Regions from separate parts of the Mus musculus genome. Here regions 1 and 2 are each linked to region 3. Evidence: chromatin contacts called from public HiChIP or PLAC-seq data. All regions are on one chromosome and are shown on one strand. Each heading gives the region's core, a stretch centred on a gene start, on an enhancer-like site or on the middle of the called end of the contact. The rest is flanking DNA. Distances are from core to core; before and after follow the strand shown.

Region 1 (4,678 bases), core at 136-2,635, 110 kb after region 3:
GCAGAAGTGGAAGGGAAGCAGTGACCAGGGTAGATAGCAGGTGTCCGGGTGTCCCCACAGTCCTGAGGTCACTTGCACTTTCTCATTTCTTAAAGGAAGTCCAGTGTTCTTGCCAGGAATCCTTAGCCTTAGGTTTACAAAGCTTGCTGTTGAATGTTCGTCCGGAGGAGTGTAAGAAGGCAGGAACTGCTTGGTTCCAGTCCTGCCTGCAAGGTCAAGAAGGTTTAAGACTACGTCTAATCTGGAATCCTTACCTCTGTAGAGGGCGTTGAAGGTCAAGCTGGGACGGTGAGGGGTGCTGTAAAGAAGGTCATTGGGCCTTCAGTTGTGGGTGGGGGTGAGTGGTGGGCAGGACAGAGTCTTACTAGGATGGGAAGGAGGGAGAGGAGGGCTTGGCCCAGGGAGCTGGCCGCATGGTGGGTGGAGCCAGGTGGGCTCTGAACTGGTCCAGATGCCTGGCTTCCCTTAGCCATCTTTTCCCTAGCATCCTGTCAGACCCCCGGCGTGATGATATGCTTCCCTGTGTTAACTCTACCAATATTATTTTTTTAGCAATGGAAATGCACTTTTTTTTAATTTCAACTCAATCATGATTTTAAGTATAAAAATTTATAGATTGTTAAAACTACTTTTTTGTGTATTTTTAACCACTCAATGTAGCATTGTATATTTTATTCTTATTGAGACTCTGGTACAAGGTGTGCCATTTAATGATTTTTTCCCCCCAACATGCTGGGCCTTTGGATGTGTACGGTAACCAACTTCATGCTAATGTTCAAAGTAAAAAAAGAAAAGTAGCCATATTCCCACGTGTCTTCTCTTCATTTCTTCTCCAAGCTCAGATGACATTTTGAGGGCCCCTTGGTCAATGATTGTTCATTTTATGTAATCATGTGACCCACGTCTGTATTATTGGTTCGTATCTCCAATGCTGTTGGTAGTGTGCCTACCCTAAGCCCCAAATCCAGCCTGGTCCCTTAAGAATAACATTCTTCCTGTCCCCCACCTGCCTGTCCAGTTAGTTATAGTGACTGAGTCTCAAGCTTGTACACAGTAGGTAAACTGTACCACTGAGCTACATCCTGTGTCCTCCTCTTAATTTGTGTTTTGAGATAGGCCCTTACTGAGTCGCCCGGGCTAGTCCTAAACTCACTCAGGAACTCAGGGAGGCCTTTAACATGCTGTCCTCCTGTCTCAAGCTTCCTGACAAGCCTGGGTCACAGGCTGCACCACCAGGTCCGTGTGAGCCTGTACGATGTACTTCCAAGTCTGCCCCGATCTCATCTCTATAGTGCTGCTGCCTTGGTGCCCCTGAGCTGCAGGCAGCAACACTGCTCTGGCCAACTGAGCAGTGAGCGCAGACTTTCCAAGAGGGGTGTTTGGGGGAAGGATCAGGATTGGGTGTGACCCAGCTAGAAGAGTTAACCCCAAGTGCAAACAGCTTATCCAGTATAGTCAGTGGGAGGCAGCTTTTCTCCTCACCCCCGTGGGGTTCAGTCCCCCAGCCAGTCATATCAGTGTGTCTGGTGAGTGCCTAGAGAGTGAGAGGTGGGCAATACTGGGAGCCCTCACTCTCACAAAACATGCTCTCCAGTGGAGGAAAGCTGACTTGCTGATCTCTGTCAGCTAAGCCTGGAGCCATGGCCTGTATATAATTCAGCCACGTGAGAGGCCGAAGCAACAGGATCTGACATTCAAACCAGCCTGGAAAACTCAGTGAGACCCAGATTTCAGTACAAAACAGGAGGATCTGAGGATGGTGTTGGGTGTCCACCCAGCATGGCAAAGGTCCTGGGGCCCATTTTTGCACTGGGTGAGGGGGCATAGGAAGGGGTATATACATTTAAAATTATGTAATTTGGTGTCAGGTGATGTGGGTCCCTGTAACCTGAAGCTTGCCCTCTGAGATAGGGCTGTGCCAACTGGAAGATAAGCCAGCTCTGTCACAAGCCTTTCCAATTCACATCTACCCTGTTTGTTCCTTTTACGGGATTCCAATTAGGGAGTTTAGTGTCTAGGAAGGAAACCGTATTGTTCACATTTCCCTCTGTTTGAAACCTCGTAGAACAGAGCAGAACTGAACAGATCACAGAATTGCCTTAGAGTGTGATGTGTGAGTGTATGTGTGGTGTGGTATATGTGTATGGTGTGTGTGTGTGTGTTTGTGTGTGTGTGTGTGGCATGTTATGCATGCAGGTGTTCCCTAGAAGGCCAGAAAGAGGGTGTCAGATGCCCCGGAGGCTGAAGCTCCTGACGGTTCTGAGCTGCCTGATGTGGGTGCCGAGATCAGCACAGTTTCTTTTCTTTGTTTTCTGTTTGTTTGGTTGGTTTTGATTTTGAGACAAAGGCTCACAGTTGCCATGATTGGCCTGAAGCTGTGTGAAGACCAGGCTGCCTCTTCGTCCTCAGTGCTGACATTAACGGGTGTGGCCACGCCTAGCTGTTCTTGTCTTGCGGATGGATTTAGTAGTCCTGGCTATGTACTACGCGCTATGCATTTGAGGGTGACACTGAGCTCCCATTCTTCCTGCTTCCAGCTCCCAAGTGCTAGGTTTACAGGTGTGTGCCACCAGGCCCGGCCACACATTTCCCTTAGTAGTACACCACCAGCATACATTCCACCAGTGGCTTTCAGACTTTGTTTTTGTTTTTGGGAGGGTTTTTGAGACAGGGTTCCTCTGTGTAGCCCTGGCTATCCTGGAACTCACTTTGTAGACCAGGCTGGCCTCGAACTCAGAAATCTGCCTGCCTCTGCCTCCCGAGTGCTGGGATTAAAGGCGTGCGCCACCACGGCCGGCTCAAACTTTGAATACAATGCTAGTAAGAAATATGTTACTGGTATTTTCTGTCTAACACACATGCAAACATTTACTTATATAAGTGAAAAAAAAAATCAAGAACGATAGCCCTATCTACTGTGCGTTTATTCATTCATTTATTTGAGAGAGTTTCACTGTGTACTTCTGGCTGACCTGGAGCTCATGATATAACACAGGCTGGCCTTGAACTTACAAATCTCCAACCTCAGCCTCCCAAGTCCTATGACTTAATTGCCTATTGATATATGTGTATGTATGCTTTGTGTGTGTGTATGTGTGTGTGTATGTGGTATGTTTGTGTGTAGTGTGTATTATTTATGTGTGTGTGTGTGCTTGTTCGTGTGGGGGGGTGTGGTGTGTGGTGTGTGTTTCTGTTTAGTGTGTGTTATGTATGTGTGTGTTCTTGTTCAGGTGGGGTGTGTGTGTATGGTGTGTGTGTTGTGTGTGTATGAGTATCAGTAGGCCAGATGATAGCCTCAGAGTGTCATCCTCAGAAATGTTATCCACCTCCCTTGAGAGAAGATGTCTCACTGAGCTCTAAAGTCACCTGTTAGGCTAGGCTGGCTGGCCAGCAAGCCCCAGTGATCCTCCCGTCTCTCCCTCCCCAGCCCTGGGATTAACAATGAAGTGCCCCCAACACCTAGCCTTTGAATGTGGGTTCTCAAATGAACTCTGAGACTCCTGCTTGCAAGGCAAGCCCTCTACAGACGGAACCATCTTCCTCAGCCCCTGGCCTTATTATTTTTTTAAATGTGGATCATGAGCCCCTAAATTAATTTTGAGGCTCACTAATGAGTTCTGTTTGGAGTACAAACCCTGTCTCAGAGCAGCATATGTCCACAATTTTGTTCAGTCCCTTTGCAGTAGCAGCCTGAATTCAATTTCACAGACAATCGGGTTATTTAACTGGATTTTCCGATGTCTTAAGCTTTGCCACTTCTCTTTCTGATTGCATCCACATTGGCCATTATTCAGCCCAGTGTCCTGCATGGAGCCCCTTCATTCTCAGACACTTTGCAGTTCTTTCTCACTGGAGCCCATTGACCCAGTACTTGTACCATAATAGGTTGCTAACTACAAGGATGTCTTTGCATTCAAACATAGACGCCTTTTGGGAAATGTGTACTGGGCGTTGGACCCTAGGGCTTACATGTCCTAGGCAAGTACTCTACCACTTAGCTACCTTCAAGGCCCTTCATAACTCATCTTTTTGAGGTTCCCCAAGGTAAGTTATTATGCAGGGCATGCTGGTGCACACCTAATCATAGCACTCAGGAGGCAGAGGCAGGTGGGTCTCTGTGGGATCTAGGTCAGCCAGGTCTACAAAGAGCTCCAGAAGAGCCAGGGATATACAGTGAGACCCTATCTCAGTAAAAACAAAACAAAAACATCCTTGTGTCCACACCCTTTATACTGTGTCCTTACCCCTCCATCAGATTCTCTGTGTTTGGAGCCATCTGGCAGCTTCTGGTTTTGTTTCCTTGGAACATGTCTCCCAATAAAGACACACAGACATGGAAAGTGGCCCATTGGTTAAAGCACTCATTGTACAAGCACGAAGACCAGAGGTGAGGTCCACCTAAGCTCGCAGACATCCTGAGTAGCCTGCAATTCTCAGGAGTCTCCGAAGGTGGAGATGGATCCCCGGAGCAAGCAGGCTGGCAAGACTAGCCATAACAGTGAGCTCTGGATTTGATTTGGAGAGCCTGACTCAGTGAATACATGAAGGAGCAATGGATTATGATTTCCGACAGCAGCCTCAGGCCTTCACAGACATACACACATGTGCACACACAGACGTGAAAAATGAAGGGGGTACAGCTCATACCTCTAATCCTAGCACTTCAGAGGTGCAGGCA
Region 2 (4,561 bases), core at 266-2,765, 82 kb after region 3:
CCTTACAGTTGTGTAGTTTGCTGCTTGGCTCCCACTTTTTGCATTAATGGACAATTTAAGTGGACTATTATTAGTGGACTATTGTTGCTACAGTTTAGGATCGACAGTACCAGAGTCAGGTTAGAAGTAACCGTATTTATTGGTCTCTTTATGAGCCTCGTTGGTTACATGTTCTCTTCCCTAACAGTGTATTCGCTTTATGTAGAGCAGCTCAGCAGGGTCTGAGTGACTCCTGTTACCTGTTAAAGTTACATAGCAGTTCAGCGTCAAGTGTACTGAACAGTTTCTTACTAAGGTTATTTCGTAGCAAGATTTCACTCACTTCAGCCGAGTAGAACCAATATATTAAGAAAAAGCCATATCATTCATCCCAGGCCTCGGGGGGCAGAGGTAGGCAGAACTCTGTGAGACCAGGTGGCCTCGTCTGTACAACAAGTTCCAGGACAGCCCGGCTACATAGTGAGACCCTCATCTCAGGAGGAAGAAGGGGGAAAGTTAAGCTTTGCTTATTTTAATTAATTAAAAATTAGCCCCAAAGTTTTGCAGTAGGTACTAAGTAGATGCTGAATAATAAAAATGTCTCTGGTGCCCATCACATGACAGACATTCAGTAAATACTGTTTTCCTTCCTTTTGTCAACTCGACTATACAGGTCCTCCATTGTCATTTGTATGACTCAGCTGCAGGGTAGCTGGCAAAATAGCAGTATAAGCATGCTGCAAGCAGATTGTATGCCCGTCATTGTTTTTTCATGGATGGTTTTAGTTTTCTTAGAACCGTGCCGACCTGGTGGTGACTGATTCTCAGAATTTTGACTTCTCTGCAACTGACACATGAAAAGTCACCCAGTTGTAGCATGGCTGTGCACCAAGTGTCAACCGCCTCAGCGGTGCTCCCATAGCTGAGGCAAGTTATGGTGACGGTTCATTTATAATTATTAAAGGCCAGGTCGGTTTCCTTGTGTGGTTGTGCCAGTTAGCTGCTCTAGTTCTGTGGCCTGCAGTGCCCATGTGGCTGCCCTTGTGTGTGGGTTCTCACTCTGGTAGATGTGGTGGCTGATGCTGAAGGAAACTGCCAGTATGACTCCCTTGAGTGTTTCATGGCCTTTTGTATCATGAGACTGATACCAGCAGACCCTGCAGCATCCAGTGTGGCAGACATCATGTGGTAGTAGGTATTTCTTCATCAAACACATGCTGTCTGCTTTAAAGATAGTTTGGTGAATTTGACAGATATGGCTCTTGGTATGATAGAATTTACATTCTAACTGAAATTGGGGACTCATACAAGCCTGTAAAATAATATCCATTTCAAACCATTTGAGGAGAATAATGAATCAAAGTGTATGGAATGTAATGATTTTAAATTTTGTGTGTTGTGAGGAATTCCATGGCCTAAGAAGAATATGGTGATATAATTTTTTCCCTCATTTTTTTTTCTCTTTATAGACAAGATGCTCCAAGTCCCCTGCAGTTCTCTTCGAAAGAAGACGAGGAGTGCTCTGCGCCTGCCGTAAGAACAGCCCTTTTTGACTTAAGGTGGCGGTGGTGCTGTGACACAGGAAGAACTGCATGCAGGCTGCAGGAGTTTCTTATTCTCACTTCTTGAGTAGTTAGTTCTCCGTGGAGGGAGAAAGATTTGAGTCTTAATTGCCCTGTTTTCAAGGTGTTCTGTGTCGTCTGAACTGGGCCACTTCCTAATGAGCTACACAGCCAGTCCTTGTCCGGAGCTGGTTGAACCCTGTGCAGTGCATGCAGAAGGAATGGCCCAGGAAGAGAGCCATCGAAGTCAGGCGCCACCCACCTTCTACCATGGTGCCAGCCAGGAGCTCGACCTGTCCACCAAAGTGTATAAAAGGGAGTCTGGAAGCCCTTACTCTGTGCTAGCAGACACCAAGATGAGCAAACCACATCTCCACGAGACGGAGGAGCAGCCATATTTCAGGGAGCCAAGGGCAGTGTCTGATGTGCATACTGTCAAGGAAGACCGGGAGAATTCTGATGACACGGAAGAGGAGGAGGAAGTCTCTTACAAAAGGGAGCAGATCATAGTGGAGGTAAACCTTAATAACCAAACATTAAATGTCTCTAAAGGGGAAAAGGGTGTCTCTTCCCAGTCCAAAGAGACGCCTGTCCTTAAGACAAGCAGTGAGGAAGACGAGGAAGAGACTGAGGAGGAGGCCACAGATAACAGCAGTGACTACGGAGAGAACGGACGGCAGAAGAAAAAGGAGAAGCAAGTGGAGAGAGTCAGGGTTACACAGAGGCGAACCCGGAGAGCGGCCTCTGCTGCCGCAGCTACCACTTCCCCTGCACCCCGCACAACTCGAGGCCGTAGGAAAAGTGCAGAGCTACCCAAGAGGAAGAAGCGGGCCACCAAGGAGGCTAAAGCGCCAGTTCAGAAAGCTAAGTGTGAAGAGAAAGAGACTCTGACCTGTGAGAAGTGCCCCAGGGTGTTTAATACTCGCTGGTACCTGGAGAAGCACATGAACGTTACTCACAGGCGCATGCAGATCTGTGATAAATGTGGCAAGAAGTTTGTCCTGGAAAGTGAGCTGTCCCTTCACCAGCAAACAGACTGTGAAAAAAACATTCAGGTAGGTCTCACCAGCGGAGGGCAAAGTTTCCAGGCTAGGACCTGGCTGTTCAGAGTCATCTGGTGTCTGCCCAAGAGGATAGAGGCTGAAGGGACAGATTTCACCAATTATCACTTTAGACTCTGCTGCTTGGGTCTTTTCAAAACCAAGGCTTAATCCTGTCTTTCAAAAGCATTACACTTAACTGACGATGGATTAGTGAGAACCAGGTGCACTGGAAGGGGGATTGGTTATAGATGACTGACTGGGATGTAAAGTCAGCGCCGACTTTGCACTGAGAGTCTCTGTTGTGGGACCTGTGAGATAATTCATTCTGGCATCTTCTGTCACGGTGGGAGGTTTGCCGAGTGAGGGCCAGGAGTAGAGAAAGGTCCTTTCCAATTAGAAGGATGTCAGAGTCTAGTGCAGCTGATGGGGACAGAGACCATGACTCAGACCTGTGGAAATGGAAGATCTCCTTACACCCGTGGAGAGATGGCAACACTAAATGTGTCAAGAGGCAAGCCCGTGGGAATATGCAAACCTTAAACAGAGGCTGAGCTGTTTGAAAATGTTGCTTACCTGGCAGTAGGGTTACATAATAATGTTGCTGTACAGTGCTGCTGATGTAACAAAGCGTGCTATTCAAACCACTCTGGTGTCTTGGAAAGATTGTACTGTGACAGGTTAAGAGGTGTTGAATTTATTGCAGCTATATTGGTGTATGTATATGTTTGTGTATTAATGGATATTCATACATGGTAAGTCTGTTATGTGTCCATAAGATGTATATAATAATTACCATATTGAAGCTAACTTTAAAAGATAAATTGTTTTACTTTTGGTGTGGGAAGTTTAATTTTCTCTTTTAGACAATTGTTTTTAATCAATAACTGAATGCCTTTCTTTAAAGAGATTTTTGGTTTTTTTTATAAGCCACTGATTTAGCTTGTAAATCATGACATGATAGAGGTATGCTGGGTAAATAAAAGAGACTCTGGCCATGTTCTCCAGCAGGTGCCTGGGCAGAAGTTGGTTGCAGGGTCAGTCCAATGGAGCATGGTTCAGTGCTGCCCCCTAGAGGTCAAACTTGGATTTCATAGTGGCTCTTTACTGAAAAGGCATTCCTCATTTCTGTCTCTATGATCTGCTTATTTTGTGGGTTCCCTCCCTCCCTCCGTCCTCCCCCTCTTCTTCCTTTCTTCTTATTCTTTTTTTTTTTTTTTTTTTTTTTTAGCTTGAATTTGATTGAGTAACCAAAAACACCAGGTCTTGTTTGTAAGCTTCTGTGCTTCTCCTATCATAGCATGTTCACCCTTGTGCTTGTGTTGTGTGGGTTCTGCTGACTGAAAGCCGTGCAGACTCCTAGGCTGAAGAGATGGCTCAGCACTGGGCACTCTTCAGAGAACCTGAGTTTGGTGCCCAAGGCTCTCATGGCAGCTCATCCCCCCGTTCCAGGGATCTAACATCCTCTTCTGTCCTCCTTGGGCACCAGCCACATATGCAGTATATATACATACAGCAGACAAAACACTCAACTATATAAAGAAATACTTTTTAAAAAAACCCAAGCCCTTTCCATTCCTAAAGAATCTTGTGCTGTGTGTCTTCATGCAGCTCCTGACAACCCTGACAATCTCATGAGAAGAGAAAACTAATCGTTGCAGAAATGGTGGCTTACAGGGGCCATCTGACCTTTTCCAGAGCAGTGTCCATCCAGGGGCTTGTCTCTGAGCTCTTGGTTCTTGACCTCTGCAGTGGCAGTGGCACTCAAGGGCTGTAGTGACTGAGTTCTCTTACTGTTCATTCCTCAGAGCCTGGCAGTTGTCAAGAATTTTCTGGTATCGTTTGGTTGATTTAGTCATTCTTTATGCCTAATAATCCAGGCTGCTGCTGAGCCATGGTTTGGAGAACTAGGCGTTGTGATATAAGGAGGTCTGGAATTGGGGGTGGGGGGTGGGGGGTGGGGGGTGGGGGTGGTCAGTG
Region 3 (4,340 bases), core at 348-2,847:
TACCTGCCTCTGCCTCCCAAGTGCTGGGATTAAAGGCATGCACCACCACTGCCCGGCCATCACACTTTTTTTTTTCTAACAAAATGTATTTGTTTTATTAATTTTAAGTATTTCACTTATATTCACCACCTTATTTACCCTCCCCAGGCCCTTCCAGTCTCTCTTCCACCCCAATAGTCTTCCTTGTGTCTTCACATTCTCTCTCTCTCTCCCTCTCTCCCTCTCTCTCTCTCTCTCAGATGCCACCTGCTTCTGCCTCCTGGGTGCTGGGATTGAAGTCGTGCACCACTGCACCTAGCTTGCTTTCATGTTCGTTCGTTCGTTTTCTTTCTTCCTTTCTTTTAAATGTATATCTGGCTTCTTATATTTTAATAAGAAATAAATACCGATTGCAAATTTAAAATTGCATTTTATCTTTTAAATAAAAGTTAAGCTAAGAATAAGGAGCAGGTCTTTCTTAGAAGTCCAATGCACTATCCATTGCGCCACAGTGCCAGGGGTTTTCATGTTCTTTACAGATATTCTCAGGAGAGTTTGTATTTCGGGAGCAACAAGCCCAAAAAAATAAACTACTTCATTTTAGATTTGTGTCATGGAGAGGAATGCTATAAAAGTCACTATTTGCTTAATTGGCAAAATTGGAATGCAGACATGGATAATATTTACTTAAGTAAAAGGATAGTAGCCGGGCGTGGTGGCGGACGCTTTAATCCCAGCACTTGGGAGCCAGAGGCAGGCGGATTTCTGAATTCGAGGCCAGCCTGGTCTATAGAGTGAGTTCCAGGACAGCTAGGGCTACACAGAGAAACCCTGTCTCGAAAACAAACAAACAAACAAAAACAAAAAACAAAACAAAACAAAAAGTAAGAGGATAGATATCCTTGATCTTAGAGAATAGTAGGAGAAAGAGAAAAGTGGAGGGAGGCGAGGAGATGGAACAAAAACAACAACAAATACGCAAATTGTTGACAACAGGTGAACTTGAGAAGCCATACACATGATCTCCGTCCCTTTTTTGCAATTCCTCGAATATAACTTGGAAAAAAAGATGCCCAGAGATTTAGACCCTAAATCAAGAGCCTTTACTGAAGTATTGCAAGACCTGAATGACCGACTCCCTTCCTCTTCTTTCTAAGCCGTTTTTAAGGTTATGGAGTGGCTTGGAAGATCAACATCTTACGTCCCTGAGGGCTGTCCTTAACTTCCCTAGCAGTCTCTCAGTGCATGAATTATTTTACCTCACCTTTATCCAAAATGCCCACCCATTCCTTCACCACCTTGTGATTTCCTCTACCAAGTGGAAGCCCAACTCCTTTCCGATCCAGTCTGCTTCCGGCTTCTGGAACCACCTCCTTGAGGAATAGGCACGTGCATATATTACCAAGGAACTACAACTCCCGAAAGGCTTTGCGGCAACATCCCATCCGTTCTCACCAGTCAGAAACGGGTTTCCTGAAAGAGCCCGTTGCTGCATGATCTTTTGGGAGTTGTAGTTGACCTCATTAAAGCCACAGAGCCCGCGGAAGACTGCAAAACACGTTTCCCAGAATGCACGTCGCTCGGCTTCACCAATTGAAGGGTCGGATCTTGAAGAGGCGGGGGTCGGGGGGGGGGGAGGAGCTGCCTGGCGCACGCGCAGTATCCGGAGCTGGGGAATTCATGTGGAGGTCAGAGTGAAAGCAGGTAAGCGTGGTAGGAGCGGTAGAGGCCTCTGGTCCTATGTCCCTGTAGCCTGCCTCTGCTTTCCTATGTACAATGAGGGCATGGGATGCATGTGTGGGTACGCCTAGTGGAGAAGGGGGAAATCTCGGTCCAGAAGGAGTTAGGAATGTGCAAGGGGAGGGGACAGGATGAGGAAAAATCCAGAAGCTGGTGGAGTAAAAAGAGCTGGATGTCAGAGACAGAGGATAAATGTGCATGGAGAAATCCCGATACACAAGCAGTTGAAGTCTGAGAAAGGGGAGGGCGAGTTTGAGGATTGTACCAAGGGTGACGCAGGGGCGGGACATTAAAAAGTTCAAGGCTAACTGGTTTCTAGTTTGTCAGCTACGTGCCCCCACCCGTCCCGCCGCAGCCCCACCTCCAGTCCTTCACCGCTCTGCCTCGCTGCACCCCTGCCAGCCCCTGCTTTCCTATTAACTGGTATGGGGAGGAGTTCTACAATGTCTTCTAGAATTCGGTCTTCTCATTCTAACCCTGGTTCTACTACTTAAGAGTATAACCTCTCTATGCACTTCAGCAGTCATAACCTTCATAAAGTAACTGAAGGTTAAACAAGGCTGTCGGAGACCGTGTAACTTAAATGTTAACAGAAATTGCCCTTTTTGTTGTTGGCTTCAGCCGTGTAGCACCGGTCTCGCTTGTGGCCTATTGGTCTAGGAAAAGGGAGTGTGGTTTTTCTGTGTACTAAGTTCCTCGTGGGTACAAAGCACCGTTCCTACGCTGAGCCAAGTGTCGCAGACTCTTTCTCTGAATGGTTGTAAAGAAACACGTCCACAAACGCAGACATGATCTACAGTTTGCAAGGTGGTCAGTGTTATGGGGCGTTCAGTGAGTGAGTTTGGGCCCACAGGTGTAGACATATGAAAATGTATGTTGAGACATGAACTCTGTGCCTCAGAGCGGGCTTTCTCTGAGAATCTGGTGTCAAAGTGTTTTATGTTTACCCCGTGTTTAGGTGTGAGTGGAAGCAACAGAAGGAGTCATGGCTGCCAAAGTGTTTGAGTCCATTGGAAAGTTCGGCCTGGCGTTGGCAGTTGCAGGAGGCGTGGTGAACTCTGCTTTGTATAATGGTGAGGCGCGGAAGAGCTTTCTGCATAGTTTCTGTTGATCTGCATAGCCCATGTGTCATTCCTTTTAAAAAAAAAAAAAGATTTATTTATTTTATTTATATGAGTACACTGTCGCTGTCTTCAGACCCACCAGCAGAGGGCATTGAATCCCATTACAGATGGTTGTGAGCCACCATGTGGTTGCTGGGAATTGAAATCAGGACCTCTGGAAGAGCAGTCAGTGCTCTTAACCGCTTTGCCATCTCTACAGCCCATTTGACATTCCTGATGCTAGCTGCTGTCTGAAGGTGTGTGAGGTTAAGGGGGACTCACCTGCTACCCCACATACTGGTTGTGAGTCATCAGAGGCCTATGATCACTTAGGCAGGGGTTCTCAGCCTTCTGATGCTTGGAACATTTAGTAGTTTCTCACTATTGTGGTGATACACCTCCACCACCATACAGTTCTTTTCCTTGCTGATTTATAACTGTGATTTGCTACTTTTATGAATCGTAAATTTTGTTTTCCGATGGTCATAGGCAGCCCCTGTAATAGGGTCTTTTAACATCCCCCCTCATAGGGTTCTGACCCACAGGTTGAAAGCCACTAACTTAGAGGCTTTGTTCAAGGGGAGCCCTCCTGTCCAATGTTTAGCACTTTAGCCACTTTGAAATGATGAGGTATTACCCAGATGACAGGAGGTGACAGGAGCCCATTGGTTCTCTTCCTTATTTGCATGAAGTATCTTGGCAACATCTCTAGACCAGTTTGAGAGACTGTGTCCTGAGAAAAGTTTTGCTCAGCTGGTTGCAGAGAGAATAGGTTTTTGTTTTTAAATTTTTTTTTAAGGATTTATTTATTTCTTCTATGTATGAGTATACTATTGCTCTCTTCAGACACACCAGAAGAGGGCATCAGATCCCATTACAGATGGTTGTGAGCCACCATGTGGTTGCTGGGAGTTGAACTCAGAACCTCCGGAAGGGCAGTCGGTGCACTTAACCGCTGAGCCATCTCTCCGGCCCAGGAGAATAGTTTTTGCCAGGTATTGAATGGTGCCACAGTGCAAAGCTGGGTTTTCTTTGACTGTATTACATGGCCTTATTTGCGAGTCCCTCCTTTTAGTCCCCAGCTTTCTCATTGGTCAAACAAGGGGACTGAACTAGTTTTTCTCTTAAGATTCCCTCTAAGGCCGGGCGTGGTGGCACACCCCTTTAATCCCAGCACTTGGGAGGCAGAGGCAGGTGGATTTCTGAGTTAGAGACCAGCCTGGTCTACAGAGCGAGGACGGCCAGGGTTACACAGAGAAACCCTGTCTAGAAAAACAAAACAAAAAAAAAGATTCCCTCTAAGTCTGATACTCTTTTAAAACAGCAACAGATTTTGATGTACCTCCTGTATGGTTTTTGTTTTATTTGTATTGGGAGGGTTGGTTTTGTTTGTTTTGTTTTGTTTTGTTTTGTTTGAGACAGAATCTTTACCATGTAGCTCTTGACTGGCCTGAAACTCACAGAGATCCACCTGCCTCCACTTCTCAAGGGCTGAAATTAAAGGTGTACACCTGTCTA

What was found. HiChIP or PLAC-seq counts read pairs in DNA pulled down with a chosen protein or histone mark.
Region 1: an H3K4me3 HiChIP or PLAC-seq map of the SCID.adh cell line shows a contact between it and region 3, with 15 read pairs. The contact joins the enhancer-like site here to the promoter of Phb in region 3. A contact is called at or near these places in 12 of 39 promoter capture datasets (the 3T3-L1 cell line, the HPC-7 cell line, HPC-7-derived erythroid cells and 8 more), 1 of 15 datasets of contacts at CTCF or cohesin (the NIH/3T3 cell line), 2 of 484 Hi-C or Micro-C datasets (the AtT-20 cell line and bone marrow-derived macrophages), 11 of 115 datasets of contacts at active chromatin or transcription factors (the 230-238 cell line, the SCID.adh cell line, bone marrow-derived macrophages and 3 more) and 4 of 9 other capture datasets (adipose tissue, liver, macrophages and 1 more).
Region 2: a contact with region 3 is called in an H3K4me3 HiChIP or PLAC-seq map of bone marrow-derived macrophages, with 3 times the contacts expected there. The contact joins the promoter of Zfp652 here to the promoter of Phb in region 3. A contact is called at or near these places in 17 of 39 promoter capture datasets (the 3T3-L1 cell line, 3T3-L1-derived adipocytes, the C10 cell line and 11 more), 1 of 15 datasets of contacts at CTCF or cohesin (CD8 T cells), 18 of 484 Hi-C or Micro-C datasets (CD8 central memory T cells, the MC38 cell line, the N1E-115 cell line and 15 more), 15 of 115 datasets of contacts at active chromatin or transcription factors (the 230-238 cell line, CD8 T cells, the HPC-7 cell line and 7 more) and 4 of 9 other capture datasets (adipose tissue, liver, macrophages and 1 more).

What each region holds. Positions count from the first base shown.
Region 1 is chr11:95,771,551-95,776,228 of GRCm38.p6, forward strand. No RefSeq gene overlaps it. Among named protein-coding and RNA genes, the nearest start is that of Gm38957, 3.0 kb to the right of the region's middle. Within about 2 kb of position 1,386, at least 38 of the 459 cell types and tissues checked have an H3K27ac peak or open chromatin away from gene starts, as enhancers often do. A contact at or near this core is called in the SCID.adh cell line, embryonic stem cells, epiblast stem cells and 1 more, where this site is marked.
Region 2 is chr11:95,747,552-95,752,112 of GRCm38.p6, forward strand. Zfp652 (zinc finger protein 652) reads left to right here and starts at 1,516. Exons shown (of 5, transcript NM_201609.2): 1 at 1,516-2,596. The coding sequence starts at 1,700.
Region 3 is chr11:95,665,360-95,669,699 of GRCm38.p6, forward strand. It overlaps Phb (prohibitin), which reads left to right and starts at 1,598. Exons shown (of 7, transcript NM_008831.4): 1 at 1,598-1,683; 2 at 2,678-2,792. The coding sequence starts at 2,705.